Regions from separate parts of the Zea mays genome. Here regions 1 and 2 are each linked to region 3. A link is a contact called in public Hi-C data. All regions are on one chromosome and are shown on one strand. The core of a region is the stretch at or near the end of the contact, and the rest is flanking DNA. Distances in the headings are between cores, read along the strand shown.

Region 1 (4,000 bases), core at 1,367-3,866, 230 kb before region 3:
CAGAGTTATTTTCGATGGAGAGTTACCAACCATTGGCAAGGTGCATAGAGTTTTCATCGACGAGCTATCCTTATGGGTGCTGGCTGGTGCCAAACACCTCGGAAGCCTTGGGCTTGCTGCTGCTCTAGGCGCAGCAAGCCCGACCTAATTCTTTTCCTTGGTCGTCGTTTTGTATCCTAGTCCTATGGATAGTTTTATTTATGCTTGTTGCTGGCCACCATAGGGTGGTTTTTTTTGTACTGGTCCTCTTGGACCTTAATTTCCCCTTCTTAATATAATGATGCGCAGCTCTCCTGCGTTTTTCGAGAAAAAAAATATTTAGCAAATAACCAGCCAAACACTTTTCCCTGTTGCTCTTGTTTTGCGTATGAGTGCCCAAGAAAAAGAAGAATAGGACACACATTCAATGTATTGCAAGTTTGCAACAAACAAAGCAACTAAATTATGCTTCAGTTGTTAAAGGTAATCTTAATCTCAGAGGATGCTAACATAAACACTATCTCAACAGAAAAAGAACATACTTATAACATTGTTACAGATGTCTTAAAATTTAATCCTATTGTAAAACAGCCACCAGGTAGAAGATAAACTTGTCAGCTTAGGAAACCCTCTTCTAAACTTAAGCATCCTTATTCTACTATAAATGTACAATTTAGCCTCAGCCCTCATGGATGCAGAAAACATCAAATTCTGAAGAAATTAAAAAATTTCTATACCTCAAATATACTAGAAGCAAAATTTACCTGGAAAAGAGGAGATTGCAGAAAACCTTGACATCATCGTATAAGGCACTTTTGTTGCTTAAAGACTCCAACAGTAGATGTGTCATAATCTTCTCATCTAACAACATACAAGTACATGCAGATTTGTTGTTGTAGCTTCAGTACACCTTCCAGGAATTTGTGCGATCTAATGTGATTGCTCCCAGGCATAGGCATTGAATGGTACACTTGAGATCAGAAGCATCAAAAGCCTATCTGTAAGTCACTCGAAGAAGCATTGTTAACCTATATTGGATTTACCCAACTACAACCAGTTTTTTTCTTCAATGATCCCTGGTTGATTGTATCCCTTACTTGTTTAACAATATTCCACCTTTCTGAAGAGGCATTTAGGTTTGATACTGCAACAAGATTAGATGGTTTCCCTTGTTCCAATCTAAGAAGAGACCTGGAAGCCAGATCTTGGATTTCTTTGTTGTCGTACTTAACAGAGGCATCCAGAAGTGCTCCCCAGACACTAGAGCCTGGCTCCACACTCATTGACTTCACAAAATCCAAGGCATGGTAAACATTCCCAGATCGGCCCAGTAAATCAACCATACAGGCACACATCTCCTCAGTTGGATGAACCCCGTGATCATTTACCATGGAGCTGTATGTATTAAGGCCCTTCAACACCAAACCTGCATGGCAACAAGCTGAAAGAACACCAAGTCCAATAATGCTGTCAGGTTTAACCCCAGATGAAAGCATCTGATCGAACAAAGCAACTGCTTCCACACCCATACCATGAATGCCATAACCCAAAATCATTGCACCCCATGAGATCACATCTTTGCACCAACTGGTATCATCAAAGATCCGCCTTGCATAATGCAAGGCCCCACACTTTGCGTATGTATCAATCAAAGCATTGTTCAGCGACATCTCTGCGTGCATCATCATTCTTACTGCAAAACCATGCACCTGTTTCCCCTCTGCTAAGCTCGAGAGGGCCTCAATGGCCGAGAGCACAGTGATCAACGTAATCCTGTTCGGTGGAATGGCATCAATAAGCCACATTGCCCGGAAACAATCCACGGCATCATCAAACATGCCATTCTCTATGTACCCTCCCACCATGGCTGTCCAGCAAACAACGTTCCTTCGTGCCATCCTATTGAAAACAGTTCTTGCAGAGTCCGGGTGGCCAACCCTGCAGTACATGGACACCAGGCCGCTGCTCACATGGAAATCATCGTCCCCACACATCCAATCTCTGACGGCATAGCAATGAAGCTCCCTGCCCCAGCGCGCAGACGTGCACACCGGCAGCACGGCTGACATAGTGAACCGGTCTGGCGCGCACCCGTCGGCGACCATCCGCCGCACAAGGCCCCACACGTCGTCGTGCGAGTGCGAGATAAGGGTGTTGTAGGAGGACGCGGTGCGCGCGGGCATTTCCTCGAACAGGCGGCGCGCGAGGCCCTGACAGGGGACCGGTGGGCATATGTACAGACGGAGCAGAGAGTTGGCGAGGACGGGGTCCGCGTGGAGGAGGCCCAGGCGGAGCGCGAGGGCGTGGAGGGTGACGGCAGCGGAGGGGAGGGCCGAGGTGAGGACGGAGAGAGTGAAGGCATCGGGGCGGCGGAACGGGAGTAGGCGGCGGCGGAAGAGGTAGAGCGGGAGGTGCCCGTGGGAAGGGTCCACGGAGGCGGCAAGCGCAGAGAGGAGGGAGTTGAAGACGGGCAGCGGGACGCCGACCGGATCCGCAAGCACGGCCGCCAGTCGGGACGCCACGGACGCCGGAAGCGGGCGCATGGTGTAAGCTGTAAACGGCAGGCCGCAGACGGCCCGGGCCGTACGATGCAGTTGTGTTGAGCTAAGCTAAGGTAGCGTTTGGTTGGAGAGTACTGTGGTATGGAGTCGTTCCGTTCCAGGGTGTTTGGTTTCATTCTAGACATAATCGAGTGGCTCTAAAATAAGAATATTCCTCCAATATCAAGGATCCCTAGCCTCCAAAAAAACACTCAAACCCGTACGCTCGGGAGCACAACGCGTCCATTCCTCTCCCAGGTACGCTCCTCTCCCTTCGCTCGTTTCTTCCCCAACCTTCTCTATCGCCGCATCTCATCTGCCTCCGGCCACCGTCTCATCTTGCCTTCGCGCGTCTGAGGATCCGACGGATCTACCACATCACACATCCACGCCGCCACGACCAACTGAAAGCTTAACGGGCCGGAGCAACCCTAATCGCCCCAGGGTGAGAGGTCAAGGCGAAGTGATGCGGGATTGGAGGGGTGCTTGCCTGGCTTGGACACCTCGGCGCCGACGGCGAGGAGGCAGAGCCCGGAGCGGAGCCCGCGGTTCAGCGCTGTCGCCATTGCCTTCGTGATCTCGACTGGGTCGCCGCCGCGGGTGGTGTGGTGTGGTGGTGGGCAAGAGGGTGATTCGGTGTGATTTGTTGTGGTCGGGCCTTCGACGATGTGCTTCACTGGAGCTTGAACTGATTTGAGAACAGGCTGAACAGCACAAGTCCAATCTTTCTACGATTAGCATATTTCTTGTTCCTTTTTCTTGGCGTGGACACCTATGCTCTGTTCAATTCTTGGCTCACGCCATCTTGTAGACTTCAGATCATACTAGCTAAAAATTCTTTTGTTTTTTATAGGTCATCCGGTTGCAAGTATTCAGGAGACAAAAAAGACTTTAGAGCTTAAGGTATTATAATATTTTTTATTTCACATTTAAGCAGTGAAATTAATCATGCATGTGTGGTTTCAATTGGTAATATTGTCCTTTTTTATATAGATGGAGAAGAAGTATATGCTTGTAGTGTATGTTGTTGCTGCTCATATGTTGCTTTCAATGATGGCTTGTGTTATTGAATCTAGAAAAAGAAAACGTCATGGTCATGCAGCAGTAGGACAAATTAGTTATGGTCCAATTTATGAGCGAGATAGAAAAAGGATGGAGTATCTTGATGATAAAATTTGGAAGAGTGATGTCACTTGTGTTATCTTATTGTATGCAGGATGAAAGAAACAAGGGTGATGATGAATTCATAAACAAGCCTCTTCCCTACTATGGCAACCTTGCTACAATTTTTGGCAATAGTGTGATGGTTGTATGGATGCGTCATGTGTAAGATTATATAGTAATTATTATACATTTTATGATCTATATTTATATTTGTCATTTTAAGATATGACTAATGGTTGTATGAATGTGTCATATCTTAAAATACAGATTGACTAATGGAGAAAATTATCTATTTGCACTCATCAACCAAACATAGA
Region 2 (3,776 bases), core at 494-2,993, 190 kb after region 3:
CACAATCACAACCACCACCACCACCTTCAGCAAACTTCCCCTGGACAGCAGAGGTAGGAAATATTGGACGTGCCAGATATTCGAATAAGAGTGGGTCCTGATCATCATCAACATCATTGAAGAGTGCAACTGACAAGGTATCACGGCCCATGGAGATATCAAAGCTCAAATACCCTGTTGGCCTTATAGCAAACACATCCACCTTAAGCTGTTCAGCTACTCGATAATTCACACTACCCATGGGTTCTTGGCCCTCAATCCGCAGCAGTCTATACTTATAAACACCAAACCCAGATTTCCCACGGTCGAGCCAGTAGTCAACAACCTTGTAGAGGCCATCGTAGAAGTAAACCTTACCAACAGGGCTTCGTCTTGACTTGACAGCACGGATTACACGAATCTCAATACCATAAGCCATGCTGCGCTCGAGGGCAAGATTGCCGCCCTCCAGCTTCTGATCGACGCAATGCTTGTGGAGGTTGGGATCACGGCCGCCATGCCCAGTGTACACAAGTACATCGCCGTGATCATCATCATCCTCATACCCACCAGATACAATTATAGATGTGGCTATAGGCTCCCCAGATGCAGACCTCCCTGCACTGACATAATCAATTCCGGCCTGCACCTGGCCATGGAGTCCAAGCACGCAAAGCTCCATGCGGAAGAAGAAAGCGTCACCCACCGAGATCCCGGGCATCGGCCCGACGATGCGGCGGTCGCGATTGAGCCAGAGGTCGTGGTCCCCCATGAGCGCTGCGGCACGCAGGTCCGCGCGGACGCGGCGCCGGTCCCTGGCAACGCCGAACCCGGCGACGGCCGCAAGGCCGAGGGACTCGGCGCGCTCGTCGTCCCTGAGTAGAAGCCCGCGGAGGCATTCGAAAGTGATGCGCGCCCTGCGCACGAGGTCGCGGAAGTAGATCTGGTCCTGCACGCCGAGCGAGGAGACCCGCACGAGGTCCGACGAACGCGGCCGGCGCTTCTTCACGACAGACCCGGACCCCGACTGCACCACCGCCGGTGCGGCCGCCTCCGGAGCTAGCGCTGGGATGATCGCCCCGGACCTCGCAGACGAGAGGTAGAGGCCCGCGAGGCGGTAGTACTCCCGAAGGAGCGCGTCCTCGTCCAGGTTAGGCGGCAGCGACTGCAGCGGCGCCATCACCGGAGCGGACGAGAGGTCAGGAGTCGCTGGCGACAGAGGCGCCGTGGCCTCAGGAGCCGGAGCCGCTGCATGCTGCTGCTGGGGCGTCTGGGTTGGGGGCGCAGGCAGCGGCAGGGGCCCGAGCTCTGGTGACGCGGGCTCCGACTTGGGCTCCCTCTTGAGGAACGGCAGGAAGTTGAGGTCTATGGACTCCGAAGACCCGGCCGGAGACGATATCGGCGACGACGACGGCGAGGATTCCACCACATCCATTTCCACAACCAAACTTCCCTGTCCGTCCTCCCTTGCCTCCTCCGCTCCAAAACTCCCCAAACGCTCGCGGGCTCGCGGCGCGTAACGGAGACGGCAAGGTGAAGGCTGACGTGGTCTGCAGGGGAGTGGAGGATTTCACCAACTAATGACTGGTTAGATGACGTTGGTGCAGGCAAGAAAAAAAAATGGCAGAACGAGGCAGAGGTTGCGAAATCTCCAAAATGGAGCGCCCTTCACCGGAGCGGAGCTCGAAGGAATTGCGAAAATGGAGCGGAGAGGAGGCCGAGAGCAGTAGTCTAAAAAAAGTAGATGCCCCACTTTCTCGTGCTCTCCACAGTTACTGACAACTTGGCAAGCAGGCCCTCGGACAACTGGTCTGGTATTCCGTATAAAAACGGCATTTATTATGATTAGTAGTAGCTCGGGACCCGTGCAGGGTTAATCTGATATGAATATTATCATCGGCGGTGCGTTGAATGCGCTACAGCTAATATCTGGCTTAAAAGTTGCTAGCACGACAATCCACTGACAATTGTTTGTCTATATATGTATTAAAAAATTAAACAAGTCATATCGAATAGTTATATAGTGACTAGGTATATACCCGTGCGTTGCGACGAAAGACAAATTGACGAGCCTCCAACCGCTCAAGGCCTAGCGACGTGTGGCGTGACTGCAATGGTGATGGGAACGCTCGTGGGAAACAGTGCCTCGTTGCAGAGGATCACGAGCCTAAGCACGCCACCACTCAACGCCATGAGTTCCATCATCCTTTTGCGGGGCTGCCATTGCCACGAGCTCCATATATAAAATGAGTTGTTCAGATCATAATAAACAAAACAATGGTTTTGTTTAATTCATGTACTGCCTTCTAATATTAACAAAGTCTCAGACAATATTGACAAAGCATATATTCTTATCTAATTGCCTCATTCTTGATAAACCCACACAAGAATAGAAGAGCAGAAAAAATATAGATCAAGCAAGCATATCAAGGATATAGTATTTTTAGACAAAATACATAGCAAGTTTTGTGTAGCAGTTCTAGGCATGCCAAATACAGTGGCAATGCATAGCAAGTCTAGGCATGGCTATCGAATTTATGCAAACAATACTCATTCTTCACATGTTCTGTTGAATACATGTACTGCCTTCTAATGTGGTCGCAATGGTCCAATTGGGGCTTGGGGGCAAAAATTCAGCAAACACAGCATATGCATACTTTGGCCATCAGTCCAAAGCACACAAGTTAAATCGTTCCAGACTCAGGAGAGTTGACTTACAAATTTTCAAAACATCAAACAGTGGTACCATAATGCTACAGTAGCACCTCTTATTCTACTTTTCTCCCATGGACATCTCAATTTTGTGGGACACACAAGGCAATTACATGGCACTATAAGATAATCTGGTTCAGGTATAATCTCTTCACATGTTTGTGTGAATCACACGCTTAACACAATCAGAAGCACGTATTTGAGGTTGGTGCAAGAGAACTCTATCTTCTTAACAGATAGAGTTCTGCATCTGGCTGCTGCTCACAATCCTTGGTTATGTCACCAGAATCATCTACGCGATCTATGTCCTTGCTGCTCTCGACTTTGACCAGCACGAGAGGGAATACTACACCCTTGCTTAGAGCATCTGGTTGTGTCAGGCGGGCCTGCACAGTTGAGTCGAAATCAGTATTTTTCTCGTGTGGATTGTCTGACATGGCATAACCGGCAATGGGTAACCAAGTGTGTGGTCTAGTGCTATATCTCAGTTACCCAACTTGTGAGCTCTCTTTATTGTGATCCAGTTATTCAATCTGTAATTGTGATACTACAAGAGAATAAGATGCACCTGTATCTCTGAGAGCAACTGTGCTTTATGATTAGTGCTACCTTGGGCTCAAAAACACGTGAACAGTCGTTCTATGAAATGCGATGTGTACACACATGTTCTTTGAAATCTCCTGCAGACCAAAAGGGGATACTACCAGATGTATCGTGTAGTAATTTTGACGTATGTTGCTCTGGGCCACTTCTTTCTTACACACATAGAATAGAACTGATATAAATTATGCCCCTTCTGGACGGGCAGCTGGTAAACACCTTCATGTCGACGATGGTTCAGTGTGCAGGCAGTAAAATATGTATGAAAATGAATCGTTTCCCGTGATGCGTGTTCGTGATCATGTGCAACCCAGCGGTTTGTGTGCTGCCGCTCTTGATGCTTTGTTTAATGACTCTTCGGATTGAGCCTATATATATGTTTGCTTGTCCCAAAAATCTGGTAGTCATACGCTGGTTGATTCAGGAGGTTTTGGTAGTGTATTTATTCTGAACAATACATCTGATTCTCTTCTGGATTCTTAACA
Region 3 (3,954 bases), core at 251-2,750:
ACACACAATCGGGGTGCGCTGCTAGCCGTGAAGCTTCGCCTGATTGTGGGGAAACTGCGTGGGTCCTCTACGGGTGGTGCTTGGACCGGGGACGTCGTTGATTGCTCACCGGAGTCCAGACTTCATCCCGGGGCCATGCCATGTCGTGGCCAGGTGTCCGCGGGCCGTTTTCCCTTTCCGGTAAGCCCCCATACACGTCCACTTTCTTCTCCCCTTTGAAACGGATTGGGTTTCGCTTGGATCCAGTCGGTAGATGGCCGGGTTGGTTGAACTCCGGCGAGAGCGCCGCCTCGGCCGCATCCGCGTCGCCGTGCCTAGGTGCGGGAGGTAGAGGGCGGATTCGTAGGCGTTCATCGTGTTTTGACGGCTGAGATTAGATCGTGCTCGAGATAGATCTCTGCCGCACATGTTAGGTTCATCAGCCGCGATTAGAGCTCGGATAATAAAATCTCGTCCGCCGATCTCCCTATTGACGGTGCGGGTTGCATACCGGTTCAGAATAGGTGATCTAATCCTAACCGTTAGATAGGCGACCAACGATAGTGATGCGCGAACACCCTTTCGGCTGGATTGGGTCAAGGTGTGAATGAATTCTGGCCGTGGATCCTTGATCCCATGGTCGTGGATGCGTACCGATTAAATTTAACTGGTCATTTACATCACATTGTGTTTTATTATTAATTTTGATCTATCATTACTCTGTTTTGGTATATACTTACATTTAGTAACTGCTAATAAAATTTAACCAACTTATTAAAAGCAATGCTCAGCTTCAACCATTATTTATTGATTAGTCTTACACTTCACATAAACTCCCACATTTAGTGAGTTCATACACATTATTCCCCACAACTAGTTTAGAAGCTATTTTTAATCGTTTGGTAGAGCTTCACGATGAGCATGAGATATAGCCCGTCTGAGATGGAGCCTTCTAAAGAGCTATACTTAAGGAGCCTAAATATTGGACATGTAGGTGAAACATACTACGACAATGAAGCAACAGTGTGGTCTGTGGATGGATTTCGCTCCGTATTGCAGGGCTAGGCACACGCATGACGTGTCATAAAATCCAAAACGCTCAAAAGAATCATAAAACGCCAATTGATTAGCGATCAATCAGCGGCGTAATTTTAATTTGTAGATAGAGACAGAAAATCGCATAACAAAACGGTTCTCCTCCCTTTTGCACAAAGGACCCGAAGAAATGTGTGCATAGAGAGAGAAACAAGATAGGGGCAGAGGGGAGAGAAGAAAGTTCTCCCCCCTTCCGTCTTGTTCACTTTTCAATCTCCCACGTCGCCCCATGGGCCATGGCAAGGCTGCTTCGGGTGTCCCTCGCTCTCTCTCTCGCTTTCCCTCTCTAGACTTCAATACTTTTCCCCTGTCCGTGGGCAAGCCCATCATGACGTGAGGGAGGGGGAGGCGATGCCCAGTCTACTCTAGCCTGGGTCTTGAGAGAGAGGGGAGACGAGGGTGGGAGTAATACAACAGAGCCAAGCCGAGGGAGGAGAGAGGGAGAGAGAGGGGGAGCAGGGAACCCAAAGAGACAAGGCAAGGAAGCAGAGAGAAACTCCAAGATTGGGGGCGACTGGTAAGCAAGTAAGCTCCTTTTCGACTTTCTTAATATCACCGAGCGATTGATTTCCGCTGCCATACGTTCCGCTCAATTCTTACCTTCCACTGCTTCCGCAAATAAGGGGGAGGAGTAGAGGCGGCGTTTGTTCTCCTTCGATTCCCTAGTCTTCCTGGAGGGCGACGAAGGGAGATTTCGCCGGGCGCGGACGGACGCCGCGATGGCCGGTGTCGACGCCGCCAGGTACGCGCACAGCCCAGCACACCACGCTGTGGCGGCCCGGGACCACGCCGCGCTGCGCCGCGTGCTGGACGCGCTCCCGCGGGCGCGCCGGCCCGAGGAGATCCGGACGGAAGCGGACTCCGTCGCCGAGGAGGCCCGCGCCGAGGCCGTCTCGGCGGTCATCGACCGCCGCGACGTGCCCGGGCGGGAGACGCCGCTCCACCTCGCCGTGCGCCTCTGTGACCCCACGGCGGCCGAGATGCTCATGGCGGCCGGCGCCGACTGGAGCCTGCAGAACGAGCAGGGTTGGAGCGCCCTCCAGGAGGCCATCTGCACGCGCGAGGAGGCCCTGGCGCGCGTCATCGTGCGCCACTACCAGCCCCTCGCCTGGGCCAAGTGGTGCCGCCGACTGCCCCGCGTCGTCGCCGCCATGCGCCGGATGCGGGACTTCTACATGGAGATCACCTTCCATTTTGAGAGCTCCGTCATCCCATTCATTTCCCGCATCGCGCCCTCCGACACCTACAGGGTCTGGAAGCGTGGCTCCAACCTCCGCGCCGACATGACCCTCGCTGGTTTCGATGGCTTCAAGATCCAACGCTCCGACCAGACCATACTCTTCCTCGGGGAAGGGTCGGAGGATGGCAAGGTGCCGCCGGGTTCACTGTGCATGATCAACCACAAGGACAAGGAGATTATGAACGCGCTGGAGGGGGCAGGCACCCCAGCCTCAGATGCAGAAGTCCAGCAGGAGGTCGCTGCAATGTCACAGACCAACATCTTCCGTCCGGGGATTGACGTCACCCAAGCGCTGTTGCTCCCACAGCTCACTTGGCGGCGGCAGGAACGGACAGAGGCGGTTGGCCCGTGGAAGGCCAAGGTGTATGAAATGAATCATGTGGTGGTCAGTGTCAAGTCAAGGAGGGTCCCGGGGGCGATGACGGATGAAGAATTCTTTTCATCTTGCAATGACAATGATATAGAGAGTGAGGGGTTTGATGATGTTCTGACAGAGGAGGAGAAGAAGCAGTTGGAGGCTGCGCTAAAAATGGATTCTCCGGATGCCGGTGGGGAAGACCAATCTGACTCATTTGCTGGCCCTCGACATAGTTGCTTTGAGCCAAGGGAGAGGGAGGTACCCATTGAGGACATGAGTGTTTCTGGAAATGGGGAGGGTAAGCATGACAAGAAAGGTTGGTTCAGTAATTGGGGAAAGAGAAGTCAGGTTAGCAAGTCAGAGGGGGTGAAGAAGATGGCATCTCCAAGGAACTCGCTCTGTGTAGATGACAAGGTGAGTGACCTCGTCATTGAATCGCCCTCAAATGTACAAACAAGACCGGGAAGGCATTCGGTAGATGTAGTCAGACCAGATGACAACAGAAGGATCAGGGAAAGGGATAGTAGGAGACATGTTGCTTCTGCAGAGAATGGGCATAGGCGCAAAGAAGGTTCCAAAGAAAGTGAGTACAAAAAAGGCCTAAGGCCTGTTCTCTGGCTCTCTCCAAATTTCCCTCTTCGGACTGAGGAGCTGCTGCCATTGCTTGATATTCTTGCAAACAAAGTGAAGGCAATTCGTCGTTTGAGGGATCTACTTACAACAAAACTCCCTCCAGGCACATTTCCTGTCAAGGTATGTTCTGATACACGTTTCAAGATGCAGCAAAACCTTCTCTATAGAGCTTGTCCCACCATTATGTGTTCTGTTAATTCACCTTGATTGTTTCATATCTAGTTTAACACTCAACTTTGTGTCAGTTTTTGTTGTTAGAAAAATCATCACTGTATATATTAATTACCCTGCATGCTTGAATACATGAGCTTATTTCAGAACTATCTTGCAGTAGTCAACATATTTATACATACATAGTTGTCTAAATAGCTGTGCTGCAGTTTGTAGATAATTGTTGACCTTTTTCTTCTCTTCCATAAATCTGATAATTTTCTGTCCCATGTGGGCACATTGAAATCGTCCTGTTGATAACATTTCATAATTCATAGCACAGACAGTGTTCTTTTGGGTGTTCGATTGGTTGCACAACTTGTATGAAACATGTGTTCTTAGTCTAAAATTGATTCTGGCTGTTGACAAACTAACATATTTATCAATATTTATTGGAAAGTTGCTGCAAATTGGTATGTATATTGCTGATTTTATCAAA

Evidence for each region. Hi-C and Micro-C count contacts between places; a contact is called where the count stands out from the background.
Region 1: a Hi-C map of tassel shows a contact between it and region 3, with 3 times the contacts expected there. The contact joins the promoter of LOC103632264 here to the promoter of LOC100383469 in region 3. A contact is called at or near these places in 3 of 25 Hi-C or Micro-C datasets (ear, leaf and tassel).
Region 2: a Hi-C map of endosperm shows a contact between it and region 3, with 2.6 times the contacts expected there. The contact joins the promoter of LOC100277465 here to the promoter of LOC100383469 in region 3. A contact is called at or near these places in 4 of 25 Hi-C or Micro-C datasets (ear, endosperm and tassel).

The regions. Positions count from the first base shown.
Region 1 is chr7:39,648,468-39,652,467 of Zm-B73-REFERENCE-NAM-5.0, reverse strand. It overlaps LOC103632264 (putative pentatricopeptide repeat-containing protein At3g23330), which reads right to left and starts at 2,616. Exons shown (of 4, transcript XM_008654078.4): 1 at 744-2,616. The coding sequence starts at 2,522. The coding sequence ends at 1,008. LOC103632266 (a long non-coding RNA gene) reads left to right here and starts at 2,475. Exons shown (of 3, transcript XR_555782.4): 1 at 2,475-2,777; 2 at 3,373-3,422; 3 at 3,736-3,985.
Region 2 is chr7:39,228,157-39,231,932 of Zm-B73-REFERENCE-NAM-5.0, reverse strand. It overlaps LOC100277465, which reads right to left and starts at 1,743. Exons shown (of 2, transcript NM_001361292.1): 1 at 1-1,743. The coding sequence starts at 1,414.
Region 3 is chr7:39,414,830-39,418,783 of Zm-B73-REFERENCE-NAM-5.0, reverse strand. It overlaps LOC100383469, which reads left to right and starts at 1,500. Exons shown (of 3, transcript NM_001176117.1): 1 at 1,500-1,599; 2 at 1,698-3,425. The coding sequence starts at 1,794.